Linked DNA regions of Mus musculus: all the other regions are linked to region 2. The links are chromatin contacts, called in public HiChIP or PLAC-seq and promoter capture Hi-C maps. All regions are on one chromosome and are shown on one strand. Each heading gives the region's core, a stretch centred on a gene start, on an enhancer-like site or on the middle of the called end of the contact. The rest is flanking DNA. Distances are from core to core; before and after follow the strand shown. Region 1 holds the start of Fxyd2 (FXYD domain-containing ion transport regulator 2). Region 2 holds the start of Atp5l (ATP synthase, H+ transporting, mitochondrial F0 complex, subunit G). Region 3 holds the start of Fxyd6 (FXYD domain-containing ion transport regulator 6). Region 4 has its middle 16 kb from the start of BC049987. Region 5 holds the start of Tmprss4 (transmembrane protease, serine 4).

Region 1 (3,301 bases), core at 776-3,275, 490 kb after region 2:
GTTCAGCCTTAGTTTCTTCACCTGTCAAATGGAACTACTGGAGATTATTAGATGGGGGCCGTGAGTGCTGAGAGCCTGGCGTGTGGGGGCAGACTCTCACAGGGCGGGGCTGCTGTCCTTCTGTGTGAGTGTGTGTTGCTGGGCTCCGGAAGCTCGGGAGAGCTGCGTGAGTGCTTTTAAGCCATCCAGCCAGGGCTGGTCTCTGCTCTTACCACTTAGCAGGGAGTGGCTGGCTCTCCGATGGTACCAGCAAACAAAAGGCTAATGCCTGCCATTTATCAAGCAGTACAGAAACAATGGTACCCACCACTGTCCTAGGCCATATTCTGAAGTGCCTATCTCAGTCCCCACAACCTCCCAGAGTCCTGTGCCCTGCCCACTGTATAGATGACAAGATAGACATGGAGAGATAAACAAATCGGCAATGGAAAGGTAAGCAAATGACAAAGGCAAGTGGTGAGTGCCAGTGTCCTGACATTGATGGAGGGGCACCTACAGATGGAGCCCTTCCTCTCAGAAGGACTGACTGCACCAGGGGAGCAAATATCTGTCTGTCTGTCTGTCTATCACCTATCCATTCATAAATCCTTTATAGATCTAGCTATCCTCTATGTAGTTTGTATGTATGCATGCGCATATGTATATATGTATGCCTGTATGTATGTAGCTATGTATGTGTATATATATGTATTATGCATGCACTCATCCATCTATCTCTATCTATCTATCTATCTATCTATCTATCTATCTATCTATCTATCTATCATCTATCCATCTATCCATAAATCTATTATCCATCTTGGTATCATTTCTCCATCAACCTATCACTTATATAGCTTGTATGCATGCAGGTATGCATGCAGGTATGTATGTATGTATGTATGTATGTATGTATGTATCTATCTATCTATCTATCTATCTATCTATCTATCTATCATCTATTTCTTGTTTACCTATCACCTGTGTATCTATTTATATATCATCTGCTAGTGTTGGATATTAGCTTCTTGGAGGCCAAGTCGACCATCTGGAACCCAAAGAAGACTGTGGTCTTACAGAATCCACACCATAGTTACCAAGGGGATGGTTACAGTGAGTGCAGGACAGGCTGGGGGTGGGTGGGTGGGTATGGCCATAGCATTTGAGCCCTGGATCTCAAAGGATAGCCATTATTTGTCTTCAACTCTCACTGGATGTTTGACCTTGGGCCTCAGCTTCTCCATACCTCAGATAGCTCATGTCAAGAGAGGAACTAAAGCAAAAGGGAGACAACAGCTAGAAAATGCTTTGTAAGCCCTAAGATCAAGCTGAGCTTCTTCCTGAAAGAGTCATAAGCATATGGTGACAGCCGCAAGAGGGAGTGTTGGGCATCAGGATAGGACATTAGTCAGGGATGGTGGAGGATTTCAGACTGAGGTGTGAGTGGCTAACTGTGGTGGCCTCGGGACCAGGATAAATAAAACAAGTCAGGACAGGCTGTCAGGGACAGCAGTGCTATTGAGGCTGATCCTGCTGGGGACCCAAGATTCACAGGACTGTGGTAAGAAGGGAGCCAGGCCGGGCTCCTTAGGAACACGGCGGGGAGACATGACTGCCCCATGAGAATGTAAGCTGTCACGGTGCTATCCACAGGGCCTTGCAGGAAGCTCTGGAGGCTAAGGGACTTGGAAGTCCCCATCCCGACCCAGGACCCCTATCTATACTTCCCATGTGCCCTTCACCGAGAGTGCATCTTGAAATTCTCACTTCCTCATCTCACTCCCAGCTGCGGCTTCCCCGGCTGATGGAAGAATACTGTTGCTGCCCATCCCAGCCCTGCTCTCTGGAAATTTCCTCTGGGAGGGGCTGGAGACCTCAGGCAGCTCCTCCCTGCCTCTGGCTCCCCCCATACCTCCCCTTGCCTGGGTCAGCAAGAGCCCCTCTGGGGACACTCAGCCTTTCTTGTGACTGGGGTAAATATTACCTGACACTGTTAATATTTAATGCCCCCCCACCTCTGCCCTGGCCACGGCAGACACTGTCCCCATAGTAGAGGCCACAGGAAGACCGTCGTGGAGAAGCCCCGATGGCTGGGGAAATATCAGATCTGTCAGCGAACAGTGGTGAGACTGGCAGGACTCTGCCTGGGACTGGCTCTGGTGGGCAGCTAGACCCCTTCCCTCTCCTGTTCCTTGGAGTTCCCCAGCCAGTGGCTCTCTTAGAAAATTAGCATTCAGAAGGGATCCTCAACCCCACCCCCACAGAAAAAGAGCAGAATAGCAGAAGTTGGAGCATCAGAAGTGTGTGTGTTTATGTGTGTTGTGTGTTTGTGTGTGTGTGTGTGTGTGTGTGTGTGTGTACGTGTGTGTGTACATGTGACTTTGTTCTGGGTGACAGGGTGTTGTTCTGTAGCCCAGGTTGGCCTGGAACTCATATAGCCCAGAATAACCTAAAATTCACTGCATTCTTCCTGCCTCAGCCTTCCACGCCCTGCCCAGTGTGACTTTCTCATCTTGGATGGAGAACTAAGATTTCAAAGTGGTCAGGGGCTGCCGGGGTTGGAGATGGGAGGAGCAGCCCTTTAGCTTAGCCTTCCCCAGAAGGCTTAGGGTCACAAGAAAAGCCCAGCGTTTTGAAATCCACAGACTCAGGCCTGGAGCCCAAGAGGACCCCTGCCGGTCCATAGATGTTGAGTTTTCTGACCTAGAACACTGGTGGAAGAGGGACTCATTAAATGCTTCCTGAAAGGGAAATGGGGGTGGGGTGGGGTTTGGGGTCCTGTCTTGGATCTGGCTGAGGCTGATGCTAGCTCCCCATTTGACCTTGAACATGACGGAAGTGTGGGAAGACTTTCTGCATGGATGCAGAGCCTGGGTCACTGTGGCTTCTCCTTAGATTTTGACCTTTCTGAACAACCCATACCTGAGGTTCACCAGCACTGACCCCCTCTGGCTACTGGAGGGATCTGGACTCACCAGACCCTGCGGCTGGCTGATCACTACAGGGGCACAGTTCAAAGTTGCCTGGGAATTGTTAACTTTTTCATCCCTTTAGAAAAGGCCCCGGACAAGAGGGGCTCCAGCAGGGCAGCAGAGAGTACAGCTGGCATGGAGTGGGGAATGGGGGTGGTGTGTGTGTGTGATTGTAGCTTTGCTGGCCATTGTACTACCAGCTATCCAAGGGTAAGTGCTCTGAGCTCAGGCTGGCAGAGAGCAGAATATCGGCTTCCTTCAGGGTGAAGGAGCCACAGGAGGCAGGGCCAGGGGCAGGCAGCTTGGTCTGAAAAAGTCTTCTTCCTCTATGTCACTTGAAAGGGAGCCTA
Region 2 (3,417 bases), core at 255-2,754:
CCAAAGTTTACCTTGATAATGTCTTTCATTTTGGATTTCATCAATAAAATCAGTTTTAAATTTCTGAATACAAGCTACCTAAAAGATGCAAAAGTCATACGGCCGGAAAAATACTCTCTACGAAATATTAAAAATAGCACCTCAAACCATCAAAGTCCAAACGTCAAAGCCTTTTGGTTGTATTGGTGTAAAAATTGTAGTACGTTGCTTCAGATCACCTAATGATTTTTTACTAAGGAAATTCTTTGGAAAACAGCTATTGGCAGCCTCAGGTTCCATAGGAAGGAATCCAGTATTTATAGACTCTGGCTGGCACTTTAAGGGTTTAAATAGCTCACTAGCTGGTGATGAAGGGGAGAAAAAAAAGAATTACTAAATATGCAAACAGGTTGGAAAGCTCAAAATTACAAGTTTTTAAAATTCCACCTCAGAGGGCTGGAGAGATGGCTCAGCGGATAAGAGCACTGGCTGCTCTTCCAGAGGTGCTGAGTTCAATTCCCAGCAACCACATGGTGACTCACAACCATCTGTAATGGGATCCAATGGCCTTCTCTGGTGTGTCTGAAAACAGCTAGTGTACTCACATAAGTAAAATAAATAAATCTTTGAAAAAAAATCCACCTTCAATTCACATTTCATAACCAAATTTGAACATTTGGAAATAGGACCTTCAACCACTTAATACAATACAGAAAAGAAGAAATTGTAAACTTAATCTCCTGCTTCAAAAATACAGTAATTTTCTACTCAGAAGAGAACTGTATCGATTGAACATACTGCTCAGGCTTATAACTACTCAGTGTTTATCTGAGAGACCGCGGTCTATCAGAATTTTCAAACAAAACAACCTCACGAATGCCAAGCCAAGGTTCTGAAGACGACTGCTGACAGGCGTCGCTTTCTGTGCTGACTGGGGAGGGGATATTCACCCCTACGTTCCAAATTCCCTTCATCGGACGCAGAATTCTCTAGGCTCTAACCAGGATGGTAAGCAAACATAACTTTCAAAGATCTCTCACCCGTCTTTAAAATTTCTGATGGCTTTCAAATACTTCGCTGAGACGCAGACCAGCTATGAGGTCTGATGTGTGACCTCTCTCTCCCCTGTTACCGACCTCCCTTCCCAACTCTCCCGGCACGGTAAGGGGGCATCACGGCGTTCGCGGCGGAGTGAGGCCGGGCAGAGTTACACGACCCACTCGCTCCCCGGCCGAGCTAGGACCCTGCAGCTTGTGAGCTCTAAGCAGCCGCGGGCAGGCCAGGCGAGGCTGCGGCCTTACAGTGGCCTCCTGGAAGCCCTCCCGACGCCCACGGCCCCTTGGTGCCGCAGCACAATCCCTCCCCTCGCGAGCCTCTCCCGGGCTGCGCTCACCGGCTACCATCGACGGTGCCTTCTCCGCGAAGTTACGGATGAACTTGGCCATGGTCTAAGGTGGAAGGTACGTCTCCCCGAACCGCCGGCTGAATGTCACCCCCGGAAGGACCCGCGGCAGGACCCCTTCCCCATTTCCAAGGTCAGGCTGCCCCTCTCTGTGCCTGTTCAAAACATATAGGTATTGATTCCCTGTTTGTGGCATCTCATTAGTCAGTTTACTTTGTTCACTCCAAGTAAAAACCTAGATATAAAAAAAAATGAGGCGCGATAACACGTGAAGAATCCTGAGATTCCTCAGGGAGCAGGCATTACTTGGGACAGCTATTCATGTTGGTCCGGAAGATCGGTGAAGTGGGGGAAATGCGCATGCGTTATTGGTTTTCTTGGCTTGATCGCCACATTAGCTTGCGGCAGTTTTATAGCTTTTCAGAAAACATGGAAAACGAGGCTGGAGGGCTTCATAAGATGCTTGTGGGCCTATACGTTCGCTTTAAAGGCATAGCAGGTCTGAGGTCAAATAGGAGCTTTAAGGGGCCACATAGGCGTTACATTATGTGACTCACCCATTCACCGACTTCTTTAATTGACTTTTTATAATTCCGTTTTCCTCCGCAGCCAGTATCAGAATTGGGATCCAATCCGGTTTTTCAAACAAGCCAGTAGGAGCTGTGCGGACAAGAGGAAGAAAGTCATGTGTGTTGAGGGTGTTGCACTGTGCCAGGCATTTTGTAATTTGGTGGAAGCATGCTTTGGGCATTATCCCCTTAGAGACCAAGATTCCTAAATAGTCATAGAAGGAGTCAGTTGCAAGATAAATACGCAAAGGAACATAAGGTTAAGCGTGGTGCTGATCTGGGAAGGCGTAGAGATTCTTGGTGTATAAGAAAATATACAAATTCCAAAGGCTGTAACTTTGACATTATGAATGAAAACAACAAAAACAAACCAGGAAACCCAAAAACTATGTAGGAAAGTAACATTTGATGAGGAGAACAAGTTCTGGAAAAGCCCAATCTTTAGAAGAAAAACTGAGGGGCTGGAGAGATGGCTCAGCATTATGAGCACTGACTGCGCTTAGGTTAGGAGTTCAAATCCCAACAACCACATGGTGGCTCACAACCATCTGTGATGAGATCTGATGCCCTCTTCTGGTGTGTCTGAAGACAGCGACAGTGTACTTACATATAATAATAAATACATCTTTTAAAACAAAACAAAAAAAAACCTGAAGTAAAATTCATGGGGTGGTTAGAAAAGTTAGAAGTGGGATCAAGGAATCAGTGAGGGAGAGACATGCTGCCTTAGACAGTGAAGTCAAATTAAAGCAGGAAAGATAACCTGAAACCCACATTATACCAGCATACAGGAGCCTGAAGATTGGAAGTTACAGGCCAGTCTGGACCGAGGTAAGACAGGCCAGCTAATTATGAGTATGAACATCTGTGACATTAACTAGAAAAGGTTTCAAACCCTTAGAAACCAGATTGCAGCAATGAAGAAATATGGAAGCAAGAGAATATAAGTCAGACAACCCAAGAGGAAGGTGGAGCTCAGGAGTCCAGGACAGGGAGACAGCAAAGAAGGCAGAGGAGTTTGTTTGGGAATGGTGGGACCTCTTCCTTAAACGGGGTGAAGGGAGAAAAGTTTCCAAGTGAGGAGTCTGACACATGCCACCTGTGTGAAAAGGGAGTGGTGAGCAAGGCTACATTTCAGAGTGTCTGAAGGACACAGAGAAGAGCAGAGAAGGGCAGTGGTGGAGTCGACTGGTCTGTGGGCTGTACAGTTGCCTGTAGTTTAGGTAGCAGAGGGTAATGGTTAAATTAACCTAAGCTGAGATCCTGCATGCCACAGGTATGGGAATAGAATAAGGACATGGTGGCAAAGTATTAAAAGGTCTGTTATTTAGGTTGGATAGTGAAGCCATAAAGGAACTAATTAGAGTCTAAGCTCTTAAGACTTTCTCCCGAAGACAGCCGGAGGGTACCTCTAGAGCAGTGGCTCTCAACCTTCCTAACGCTGCCACCCTTTAATACAGTTCCTCA
Region 3 (3,543 bases), core at 303-2,802, 450 kb after region 2:
GACTCAAGGGCACTGGGAGGGAGGACCAATCTGCTTGCCCAGGACAGGGAACTAGTAAGCAGTGTGGTTTCATTTCTCCCACCCACAGCAAGTGGAAAGGGACAGGAGATTACAGTCCTCAGCTTACAGAGGAAAAGTTTGGGACAGAAGGTCAGGCCGCTGTCTGGAGCCACGTGGATTGGCAAGACTTGAGCCAGACTTTGATAAAAGGGTTTTAACTGTCACAGGAACCCTAGTGATTATGAAACTGGGCCAGGGTGGAGTCTTTTCAGCCCAAGGTCCTATGCTTAAGGGGTCAAACTATCCTCTACAGACTCCCCTTAAGCAAGGTAACCCAGTTTCTTCCTGGTAGCCATTGATGGCTTCTCTGCCAGTTCTAGGGCAACCTTGACTTCCCATCTGTTTTTTTGCCTTGGCCTTTGAGACTGGACCATTTGTTAAAGTGATTCAACCAAGCTGAAAGGCCACAGAATTATCAAGTTTGTTTGTTTGCTTCCTCTTCTTCCTCTTTCAACTCTTCTTCCTTTTCCTCTGAAAAGGGAAGATTTTCATGCCCTGAAACAAGATTTCTCTATGTATCCCTGGCTGTCCTAGAACTCTCTCTTTAGACCAGACTGGCCTCAAATCCAGAGATTCACCTGTCTCTGCCTCCCAAGTGTTGGGATTAAAAGAGTTGTTCTCCTCCTCCTCCTCCTCCTCCTCCTCCTCCTCTTCCTTCTTCTTCTTCACAAATGAGTAACTGTCCTGGTGCTGTGGTGCTGGAGAGGCAGGGCTGGGCTCTTGCTAGTAGAGCCCATTATTTCTGGGGTAGGGGTTGTCAGGAAAGCCTCGTGATAAGACCTAGAATTGGCTGATGCCAGCTGCTCTCCTCAATGCTTCAGCACAGGGTAGGCCAGCCTCCCTACAGCATCCCTTCAGTTGGCTAATTAGAACAGCCTTCCCCACTACAGAGCTTCCTGGATACCAACCTGCTGGGGGTGGTGGGGTGGGGTGGGGTGACCTCTGTCCATTCTTGCAAGCTCTTCTATCATTACTTAGAGTTAGTCAATGGAACCCTTGCTGGGAGTTAGTCTCACCTCCCTTTCCTAGATTAGGGAAAGGAACACTCCATATATGAGTGTTCATACTGATGCTACAGGTAGGATTGCAGAGCTAGGATGTAAATCTTTAAATTAATTTGTCACCTCGAATTTTGACTCTTAGTGACTAGGCTGGGGAGAGCTACTCTTAAAGCCTTCCGGAGTTAGGGATGGAGATGGGTGTCTTGAAAACGGGCTTCTGGGCAGCAAAACCCTGGTTCATGTGAGGGTCTTGTCCCCACAGCCCACCAGCTCTATTTGCAAACAACACTCCACCTAACTCTGGCTCCCATTCATGCTAATTGCGAACACAGCCAATGAACGCAGGTTGCAGGTGGCTGATGCTCCGTTGTTTCCTATTTTTCTGCCTTTCTCCCCTGATTTTCCTATTTCCGAAAAACACCAGCCCTGTCACGGTGTTGGTCTGGCTCATTTCCTACCCTCACCAAAGGGGGGGAGAATCAAAAAGCAACAGCTGCTGGCAAATCCGCTCCGGCGCTGGGCGCCTCCTCCGCGCGTCTCCTGTTGCTTCTTCAAGCCTCACTTCCCTTTGCGAAGAGCTCGCAGAGAGAAGGGCGCGGGCGACATCACAGGGGTCTGCAAGGGGACCCAGAAGCCAGTGGACGAGGGCGACCGGGGAGGCCAACCAGTCAGCCCCCTCTGGGAGGCGGGAAAGCTGCAAGCCGCGCCCACCGCCCTGCCCCCAGCGCGCCACTCCCGGCTGCTTGGACTCTGCTAGTCCTTCTGGGATCCGCTCGGAGGGGACCCAACGCCTAGGTGAGCAGCAAGGGAGGTGGGCAAAGTTGGCACCTTCTTCCGAGTGGAGGAGGCTTGGGTGGGGATCCGTCACTCTAGCGCCAGGTTCCTCCGAGTCTTGTTTGTTTCAGTGGGTGTGTGCCCAGGTCCCTGCCTGGGCGGCGGGAAATGGATTTGGAGATGTAAACAAGTAGATGAGCTTCCAAAAGCTAAGGATACCGGGATGGGGTTGCAGGCAATGGCGGTGGGCGATGCTGGTGGCTGGAAAATGCTTTTGAGGCTGCCCTGAGCTTGCATCAGGAGCTCCAGAAGGATAGAGGACCCTTTAGCAGGGGAGCTTCCCTTTGTTACTCGGAAGCGGGAGACCCTGCGGGGAATGGAGATGCGAGGACCCGGGAATGAAGGAATGTGAATGTGGACACATGGGCCACACAAAATGGAAATTTGCTGGCTTGGTGCTTGTGGGGTGTGGGCGTGGGCTCCGGGAGTGGCGAAGAGGCCCTGTAGACGGCGTTGGGGTTCGAGGATGAGGGGATTCATCTGACTGCATTGCCTTCTTTTGGTCTGTCCAGCTCGATTTTCTTTCCAGGGCTGCTAGTACCCTATCTCCATCGTTCCCAACCGGGGCTGGCCCTGGCGGAGCCTCCCCGCTTTATGTCTGCCCAGGGCTTTTCTGTAGAGTTGGTTGAGAGACTGGGTCTCTGGGCGTCTGCTCCTAGGAGCAGTCAGGTTGGAAATACCGGCCCACCCAAGCTGCCACCAACCTCCAGACCCAGAGGTTGTGATGCCTGGAGGCTTGGCTCCATCAATGTACCCTCTGTCTTTATTTCCTTTGTCTAACCTGTCTTCCCGCGCTACTGGAATTGGGATTTCTACCTTTGTAGTGGGACCAGTGGGCATCTCAGCCCTCTCAAGGACCCTTGGCACTAGTGTTCTGACTGCCCTCATATTGTAGATGTATGAATGTGTGTATCTGTTTTCCAACTTGGCCTTTTGCACGTGACCTGTCTCATGGTTGCCATGGAAACCCCTCCAGTTCAACCTCCCTCAGATTTCTGCCCATTCCTCACCTCCAATTGCCTCCCCTCCCCCCAATATGGTTGCTTAGATACTGGTTACCCTTTGCTTTTTAAAGGAGGACACCCTATGTCTGGCTCCCGTTCTAAACTGCCTGGCCCTTTACCCATCCCACCACCACAAGCACCACAAACACAAGTGCTCACACATTACACACAATATCGTCACAGCCTCACATACCTGTCAACCCTCACAGCCCTTTAGCATAGTGGACACACATAACATACACATTTATATCACATGAACACCAAGTAACACATCATGAAACCACAACACATCAAGCCAAAGACACCAAATGCACAGCCCACCACATAAACGGCAAATATATCCCGCACCCTACACACCACATACACACCAACTACACCACACACATACGACACCCACACCAAATAGACGACCTGCATCCCGTCCCACATACACAGTAACTGTACCAACCGTCCTACATACACAGTAACTGTACCAACTGTCCTACATACACAGTAACTGTACCAAATGCATGTTACTTATACTCAGCCCTCACTCTGTGTGTGCATGCAGGGACTCCACCTGTAACACAAACTGACACATACATGTACACACGCATGTACATGCACACACACACACACACACACACACACACACACACACACAC
Region 4 (3,406 bases), core at 547-3,046, 260 kb before region 2:
GTAGCTGTCAGCTTGTCTCAGCCTAATGTCACCTCAGAAGGGAATCTCAATTGAGGGACCACCCAGCCAGATAGGCCTTTGGACTTGTCTGTGTGGGACTATCTTGACTGTTGTTTGATATCAGAGTGCCCAGTCCACCATAGGTGGCACCATTCCCTGGGCTGGTGATTCTGAACAACATAAGAAAGTTAAGAATGAAACTGAGAGCTGGCCAGCAAGACTGCTACATAGTGACTTTAAGGCCAGCCTAGGCCACATGAGACCCAGTTTCAAAAAATAAAACAACAGCTAGGCAGTGGTGGCACACACCTTTAATACCAGCACTTGGGAGACAGAGGCAGGCAGATTTCTGAGTTCAAGGCTAGCCTGGTCTACAGAGTGAATTCCAGGATAGCCAGAGCTACACAGAGAAACTCTATCTCAAAAAACCAAAAAATAAAAATAAAGTAAAACAGTAAAACAACAAAAACACCACTAACAACAACAATTAAAGGAGGAAGATGCTTTAAGAAATGAGCCCTAGGGGCTGGAGAGATGGCTCAGTGGTTAAGAGCACTGACTGCTCTTCCAGAGGTCCTGAGTTCAATTCCCAGTAACCACATGGTGGCTCACAACCATCTGTAATGGCATCTGATGCCTTCTTCTGGTATCTGAAGGGAGACTGGAATACCATTGCTCTGATGCCTAGCTTATAATGTGAGCACTTTGTTCCACACATACTCCTGACAGCATGTCACCAGAGGCCCCAAGTGATAGGATCAGTCAATCTTGAACCCTCACCATTGGTCCCAATGAATGGGTCAGTCCAGAACCATAAGCCAAACACAACCCTTTTCTCTTTATAAGTTAATTGCCTCAAGGATTTCATTAGAATAATTAAAAATGATTAATACAACACTCTGATATATTCTACTATTAATCTAGTTAATATCAAATATACAAACCCTGTCTGACTCATGCTTGCCAAAAGAATCTTGTGCTTCCAGGCATCAAGAACTCATGGCCTGGAGACTACTTATATAGGGATGGATAATTTCTTATATGATGTCACTGTGTCACACCCAACAATGTCTCTTTCAACTAATAGTCCTTACAGTGTGCTATTAAGAAACTACAATAAAGTTTCCTGTTAGACTTTGCTCAGGGGCTACGCAGACCCAAAACAAACGAAACAGAACTCTACTCAGAGTCCGCTAGGTGGCTCTCTCTTCCAGCCCTTGAGGGCCTGCCCCGAGTCTCCTGGGAATTTGCTTTCTTCTGCCTTCATTTCTTGCTGTCTGACCTGGCTCACGCTTACAGTCCCTGAAGTCCTGTACAATTACGTCTCCTATAAACAGGAAATGAAATAGTCAAAACCCGACATCAGTAGCAATCTCAAAATAGATGATGATAAGTTCGTTCCACTGAGCAAAACTTCCAGCAGGGCTCCGGGGTACGCGCCCTCGCTGGTGAAGTGCTGGTTAGGTGTGGAATTAAAGGTCAGTTGAGTGCCTAGCATGGTGGCACAAGGCTGGCCTAAACTCACAGATCTGCCTGCCTCTCCCTCCAGAGTGCTGGGATCCAGCACACCGGCTACGTGAAGTGTTTATAAGAACAGCTAGGAGCTGGTTTGCAGACCTGCCCGAGTCTTCCGCTCCAACTTCGTTGGTCCTTCCGTTCAGTTTTCTTCTTCTTCTACGAAGCCAAGGCCTACTGTAGCCTTTAACAAGCATGTGTGGGTTTAGAGAAGGAGAGAGCCACGCTCCAGGCCCAAAGCCAGCTTTAATTTTAAATAAGTTTCACTGAATTGGGACCACGTAAAGACCATTTGTCACTTATGTCTGTAGGGGGCAGCAGAGACAAGCTGGACGTGGGTGATTCCATTCAGCCAATTTACTCTTTTTTTTCCTTAGGACGTTTTCTTTTCCTCCGATGTTACACTTGTCCAGTGGCGTCTAGATTCCTTAGTCGAATGCTTTTATTCTCCTGGAAAGATTAAGAACAAAATCCTGTCCCAAATCTAATTCTGGGGGCTCCTTTTTTAACAAGTTATATCTTTCTAGGACAAAATAGTAGTAATAGTAGGTAGTAGTAGTAGTAGTAGTAGTAGTAGTAGTAGTAGTAGTAGTAGTAGTAGTAGTAGTAGTAGTAGTAGTAGTAGTAGTAGTAGTTGTTGTTGTTGTTGTTGTTGTTGTTGTTGTTGTTGTTGCTGTTGTTTTGGTTTGGGTTTTGGGTTTTGTTGCTATTTGTGTGTCAAGTTGACAAGATGTCAATCGTACTGGCTGGTTTTACCTGTCAACTTGATACAGCTGGAGTTATCACAGAGAAAGGAGCTTCAGTTGGGGAAATGCCTCCATGAGATCCAGCTGTAAAGCATTTTCTCAATTAGTGATCAAGGGTGGGAGGGCCCCTTGTGGGTGGTGCCATTCCTAGGCTGGTTGTCCTGGGTTCTATAAGAAAGCAAACTGAGAAGCCGGGCGTGGTGGCTCACACCTTTAATCCCAGCACTTGAGAGACAGAGGCAGGCGGATTTCTGAGTTCGAGGCCAGCCTGGTCTACAAAGTGAGTTCCAGGATAGCCAGGGCTATACAGAGAAACCCTGTCTCCACCCCCCCCTCCCCCCCCAAAAAAAAAGAAAAAGAAAGAAAGCTGAGTAAGCCAGGGGAAGTAAGCCAGTAAGCAGCACCCCTCCATGGCCTCTGCATCAGCTGCTGCTTCCAAGTTCCTGCCCTGTGTGAGTTCCTGTCCTGACTTCCTTTGGTGATGAACAGCAATGTGGAAATGTAAACTGAAGAAACTCTTTGCTCCCCAACTTGCTTCTTGGTCATGATGTTTTGTGAGGGAACAGAAACCCTGACTAAGACAGGTATAAAATTTAGCATTTGAATACGTAGCAGCTCCAGACCAACCCACAACTGATTATAGGCAACTGAGGAATTTCCTCATTGTGGGAAGGCACAGATCCCTTTGCTACCACATCCTGGCCATGAAGGAATTCAGATAGGCACCAGGCAGCCGTATTACCTTCGCTTCCATGGCTAAGCCTGTGAAGGACTCTACCCTTGAATGGGTCTAATCCATCATTGTAAGGTACATCCTTATGACCATAGTGTTGTTGACAATGACCGAGTATAAGGTTATCTATGCCTTGTAAAATGTCCGGATTTGTTTCTCAGAGAGAGAAAATATTTATTCTCTGTATATGGAAAGCGTTTGCAATAGAAGCCAATAGACAAATATTGGTAGGCTCCTTTTTGTTTTATGAAGAGTCCCCAGTTGCCAATAAATATGACTCCCATAATTAGGCTATCATCTGGTTCAGTATTAGTTAGGGCTGCATGCAGCGATCTGAGCTTATCGGCAGTCACAAAAGCTGCTCTTTGTTCCTGTCCCCATTGGAAATTAGCTGCCTTTTGAGAACCTTGTA
Region 5 (3,494 bases), core at 317-2,816, 280 kb after region 2:
ACACCCAACTTTCATTCCGTGGTGGCAGCAGGGCAGGGTGAGACATGGTTCTGGCTCTCACTTCCTGGAATGGGTTCCTTATTACCTACAGCCTCTCATTTGCTCGGGCTTCCTGCTTTACAGAGTCTGTTCACACACATTGCTTTGCTCAGCCTTTCTAAGCATCCTGTGTATGTGCCAGGGGTTTTGGGAACCACGCTGTTTCCCTTCTACAGGGGTAGAGGATGCGTTGAATCTCAGTGAAATTAAAGTCTCAAGACCTTGCAGAGAGCTGGCATCCTGGTATTGAGTTCCACATCAGCTTTTGCTCCTGTCAGCTGCCTTAGAAATGGCACCCTGGCCAGTGGCTCATCCAAGAGGGGGCAACCCAGGGTTCCTCAGTGCTACAAAGCAGTGGCTCACAGTCTGGAGGTGGGCACTGCTCCCTTCCTTCCTCACTGACCCCAGTGGGGGCACCTCTGCACAGGACCCCCTCTGATGGAGTAGTAGGTAGTTAGTGCTTCAGTCCCAGCCCTGGTCTAGTACCGACAAGGCAGTTCCTGGTGTTCTGCCCTTACCAGACACTAGCATTTTGCAAGACTTTTTTACTAGTGGGTCACTGGAAGCGTTAGGTAGCACCTACCCCCTTTTGTCATGGGGGAGGCAGGTCCTTTCTTCAACCTTTCTGTTTTACTGCCTGAGCGACTGCTGAGGATTGGGGAATCAAGACCCACTGGCTCCCACTTTAGGCCTGGCGATTATCTCTTCCCCTTCCTGGTTCTCAGCTGTCCCCCTTGAGAGGACAAGCCAGCAGCAGAAGATGCTAAAGATAGTCAATGGAGATGAGCATTAAAGAGATCAAACAGAAGAGCCCCACAGACACCCCTGATTGTTTTGGGGGGCATATCTATACTGTTTTCTTTATAAAGGATAGGAGTGACTTTTCTCAGGGAGTGTCTGAGGGTCACTGTGACACCAAAGTAGCCCTTGCCTTTGAAGAAACCATGACATCCTCCAGGGCGCGCGCACACACACACACACACACACACACACACACACACACACACACACGAGACAGTATGCAAAGGAACAAGCATGACTTTGAGGCGATTGGTGGACAAAGACAGCCCTGACTTCTATCTACGCCCACCTTCAATGATGGAGGCAGAGGAGCCCTGATGGGTATGAGAGGCTGGACGTGGAGGTGACTCAATTGTGACCTCTTTTTTATTAAGCCTGGAAGGTGTTATAACATTCTCAGTTAATGACCCCACAGGTTCCTTGAACAGCCCTTTGTGGACAGCTGCCCTCCCCACCCTGAGGGCCCCTGTACTTACCATACTGCTTTGGTAATCCTCCTAATTTTCTTACAGCCTGGAGCTAGCTCTGCCACCCAAGACAGCAGGAGGGGGGTGGGGGGGGGTCTTCAAATGAGCCTCATTAGGAAGCGGCTCAGAAAGCCCTGGTCAGCACTGAGCAGAGGGGGCCCAAGTGCAAGGCTGGCCTTGCTCCTTGATGGCCCACATTCTCTTCTTCCTCTTCCTTCCGCAAGCCAGCTACCACCTGCCACTGTATCTAGGAGTGACTTGAGGACTATTGGGGCTGGTCAAGTCCTATAACACAACCGGTGAAGTTGCCAAACTGGAATGATTATGTGTCTTGTAATCTGACACCCAGTCGTTAGGGGCAGGGACAACACCTGGAGTGGTTCATAGGCCTAAGGACAGGTGACACACCTAAAGAGTTACACAAGCCTATCTGCTTGAATGCCTTTCATCCAACCAGGAAGGCAGGAGGGCGGGCATTGGCTGAGGCTAGTTGACGGCAGACAACTCTTTCTCTTTCTCTTTCCTCTGGTTGTGTGACTTCTCACCATGGCGGTGCTTTTTTGTGGGTTGCAGGAAGTTGGCACGGTAGATTACTAGCTTGTGTCAGGCATTAGGATTGGGGTGTCCATGTGGATCTCATCCCTAAAGAACATGTGTGTTCTTCCCTTCCCAAGACTCAGAGTGAGTGTTGGGCGAATGAGCAACCTAACCTACCTGGCAAGCAATGCGCCTTTCAAATAGCGTACTGCTGGAAAGTCACCAGTGTACTACAACTAGGGCTAGGTCCTCTTCTTCACAGGCTCATTTTTGATCCATGTCTTGCCACATAGGATAGTTGGAACCACCCCAGGCCAGGGGCTGTATGAAGTGGAACTTTGGGATCAGACTGTACAGCTAAAAGGGACCTGGACATTTACAGAGTCCCTGGGGCAAAACCTCCCGTCACATACACATTAAAAAAAATGTACATTGTGTTCTGTTTCACATCTGGTTCTCCTGGGAGAACAGTAAGATGTATGCCTTAGCTCTTCCATTTAGCAATGTGCTTCTGTGCGCCATCTCGTTAACTCTCATGATAACCTCATGGAGACAATTTTGTTCTATTCGACCTTTGGGGATGGTAAAGAAGTTTCTAACAGAAGAACAGTGGTGGTTGGAACCTGAGTCCTCTCCCACTGCCAGTCAGGATGGGCTGCCATCCTGACCCTACAGAGGCATCAGAACACTGGGGATATGGTTGCTATGGTCTATGTTGAGTAGCCTAGGTTCCATCTGAGGCCAAACCTATAGGGTCTTCAGGGCCTTCTGAGTCCACGAGGCTCTCAAACTTCCTCACCCCAGACAGAGACCTTTAGAGCAGGAAGTTTGGGGCCATAGCACGGCTTCTTAAAGAAGAATTTCAGCGGTGGGTCACCTGTGGCCAGGCCTTCCTTGTTGGGTTCCAGTCTGTGCCAGGATAAACATCTGGCCTATATGTTTTCTTTCCTCACCCAGTGCTCAGGTGAGCCAGGAGGGACTGCTGCAGGGCAGGGCTGGCAGCAGGGTGATTGCTCAGCACTCCTGGCTCAGGCTTTGGCTCAAGTTCCCAGATGATTCTGGGAAGGCATTGCATGGGCCTGGGAAGGAGGCAGTCAGGCGGGACTGAATAAGCTGCTGTGATACTCAGGGGAGGAACATAACAGCTGAGAGACGGAGGCCCTGTGGCCTGTAGGAAACAGGCCTGCCTCTCCCAGGTGCCCGGTGTGAACAGCTAAGCCATAACTCCTTCTTCAACGGGAGGCCTCAGCCTTTTTAGGGGATGGTATGAGTATGGGTATGGGTAGAGGGTACAGGGTCTCCTGTAGCCCAGGCTGGCCTCTAATTCACTGCTTTAGCCCAGAATGACGAGAACTTCAGATCACCTTGCCTCTACCTACTGAGTCCTGAGAATAAGATGTGCCTCATAACTTTTGGTTTATGTATGCAGTGCTGGGGATAGAACCTGCAGCCTTGTAAATGCTAGGAAAACATTCTATCAGCCAAAGCCCACCCCAGAGCCTCCCTCTGCCTTTAGATTTCCTGCTGGCTTTCCCCTCCTCCTCGCTCGCTCACCGCTGGCTTCCTGCTTCTCCTTCCCTCTCCCTTGCAGCAGATTTCCCTTTCTCTCTTTGCTCCTCTCCCCAAGTGTGTCAGCTTCAGAGTCACTGT

The links. Promoter capture Hi-C pulls out the DNA fragments that hold promoters and counts their contacts. HiChIP or PLAC-seq counts read pairs in DNA pulled down with a chosen protein or histone mark.
Region 1: a contact with region 2 is called in an H3K27ac HiChIP or PLAC-seq map of large pre-B cells, with 4 times the contacts expected there. The contact joins the promoter of Fxyd2 here to the promoter of Atp5l in region 2. A contact is called at or near these places in 2 of 39 promoter capture datasets (the C10 cell line and pre-B cells), 1 of 15 datasets of contacts at CTCF or cohesin (large pre-B cells), 3 of 115 datasets of contacts at active chromatin or transcription factors (T-cell acute lymphoblastic leukemia, large pre-B cells and pro-B cells) and 2 of 9 other capture datasets (adipose tissue and liver).
Region 3: a contact with region 2 is called in an H3K27ac HiChIP or PLAC-seq map of embryonic stem cells, with 5 read pairs. The contact joins the promoter of Fxyd6 here to the promoter of Atp5l in region 2. A contact is called at or near these places in 1 of 39 promoter capture datasets (hippocampal neurons), 3 of 115 datasets of contacts at active chromatin or transcription factors (bone marrow-derived macrophages, embryonic stem cells and large pre-B cells) and 1 of 9 other capture datasets (liver).
Region 4: a promoter capture Hi-C map of the HPC-7 cell line shows a contact between it and region 2, with 4 times the contacts expected there. The contact joins the enhancer-like site here to the promoter of Atp5l in region 2. A contact is called at or near these places in 8 of 39 promoter capture datasets (the 3T3-L1 cell line, 3T3-L1-derived adipocytes, the HPC-7 cell line and 5 more), 2 of 15 datasets of contacts at CTCF or cohesin (embryonic stem cells and pro-B cells) and 8 of 115 datasets of contacts at active chromatin or transcription factors (the SCID.adh cell line, T-cell acute lymphoblastic leukemia, bone marrow-derived dendritic cells and 4 more).
Region 5: an H3K4me3 HiChIP or PLAC-seq map of bone marrow-derived macrophages shows a contact between it and region 2, with 3 times the contacts expected there. The contact joins the promoter of Tmprss4 here to the promoter of Atp5l in region 2. A contact is called at or near these places in 1 of 484 Hi-C or Micro-C datasets (pro-B cells), 3 of 115 datasets of contacts at active chromatin or transcription factors (bone marrow-derived macrophages, embryonic stem cells and pancreatic cancer cells) and 1 of 9 other capture datasets (pancreatic islet).

Annotation. Positions count from the first base shown.
Region 1 is chr9:45,404,065-45,407,365 of GRCm38.p6, forward strand. It overlaps Fxyd2 (FXYD domain-containing ion transport regulator 2), which reads left to right and starts at 2,026. Exons shown (of 6, transcript NM_007503.4): 1 at 2,026-2,102. The coding sequence starts at 2,066.
Region 2 is chr9:44,919,238-44,922,654 of GRCm38.p6, forward strand. Atp5l (ATP synthase, H+ transporting, mitochondrial F0 complex, subunit G) reads right to left here and starts at 1,505. Exons shown (of 3, transcript NM_013795.5): 1 at 1,373-1,505. The coding sequence starts at 1,424. Gm30934 (a long non-coding RNA gene) reads left to right here and starts at 1,490. Exons shown (of 2, transcript XR_379340.4): 1 at 1,490-1,880; 2 at 1,991-3,417.
Region 3 is chr9:45,368,633-45,372,175 of GRCm38.p6, forward strand. It overlaps Fxyd6 (FXYD domain-containing ion transport regulator 6), which reads left to right and starts at 1,553. Exons shown (of 8, transcript NM_022004.6): 1 at 1,553-1,856.
Region 4 is chr9:44,654,070-44,657,475 of GRCm38.p6, forward strand. No RefSeq gene overlaps it. Among named protein-coding and RNA genes, the nearest start is that of BC049987, 16 kb to the right of the region's middle. Within about 2 kb of position 1,797, at least 62 of the 459 cell types and tissues checked have an H3K27ac peak or open chromatin away from gene starts, as enhancers often do. A contact at or near this core is called in the HPC-7 cell line, the SCID.adh cell line, pre-B cells and 1 more, where this site is marked.
Region 5 is chr9:45,202,469-45,205,962 of GRCm38.p6, forward strand. It overlaps Tmprss4 (transmembrane protease, serine 4), which reads right to left and starts at 1,567. Exons shown (of 13, transcript NM_145403.3): 1 at 1,317-1,567. The coding sequence starts at 1,319. The region is part of intron 1 of BC049352 (cDNA sequence BC049352); the gene reads left to right.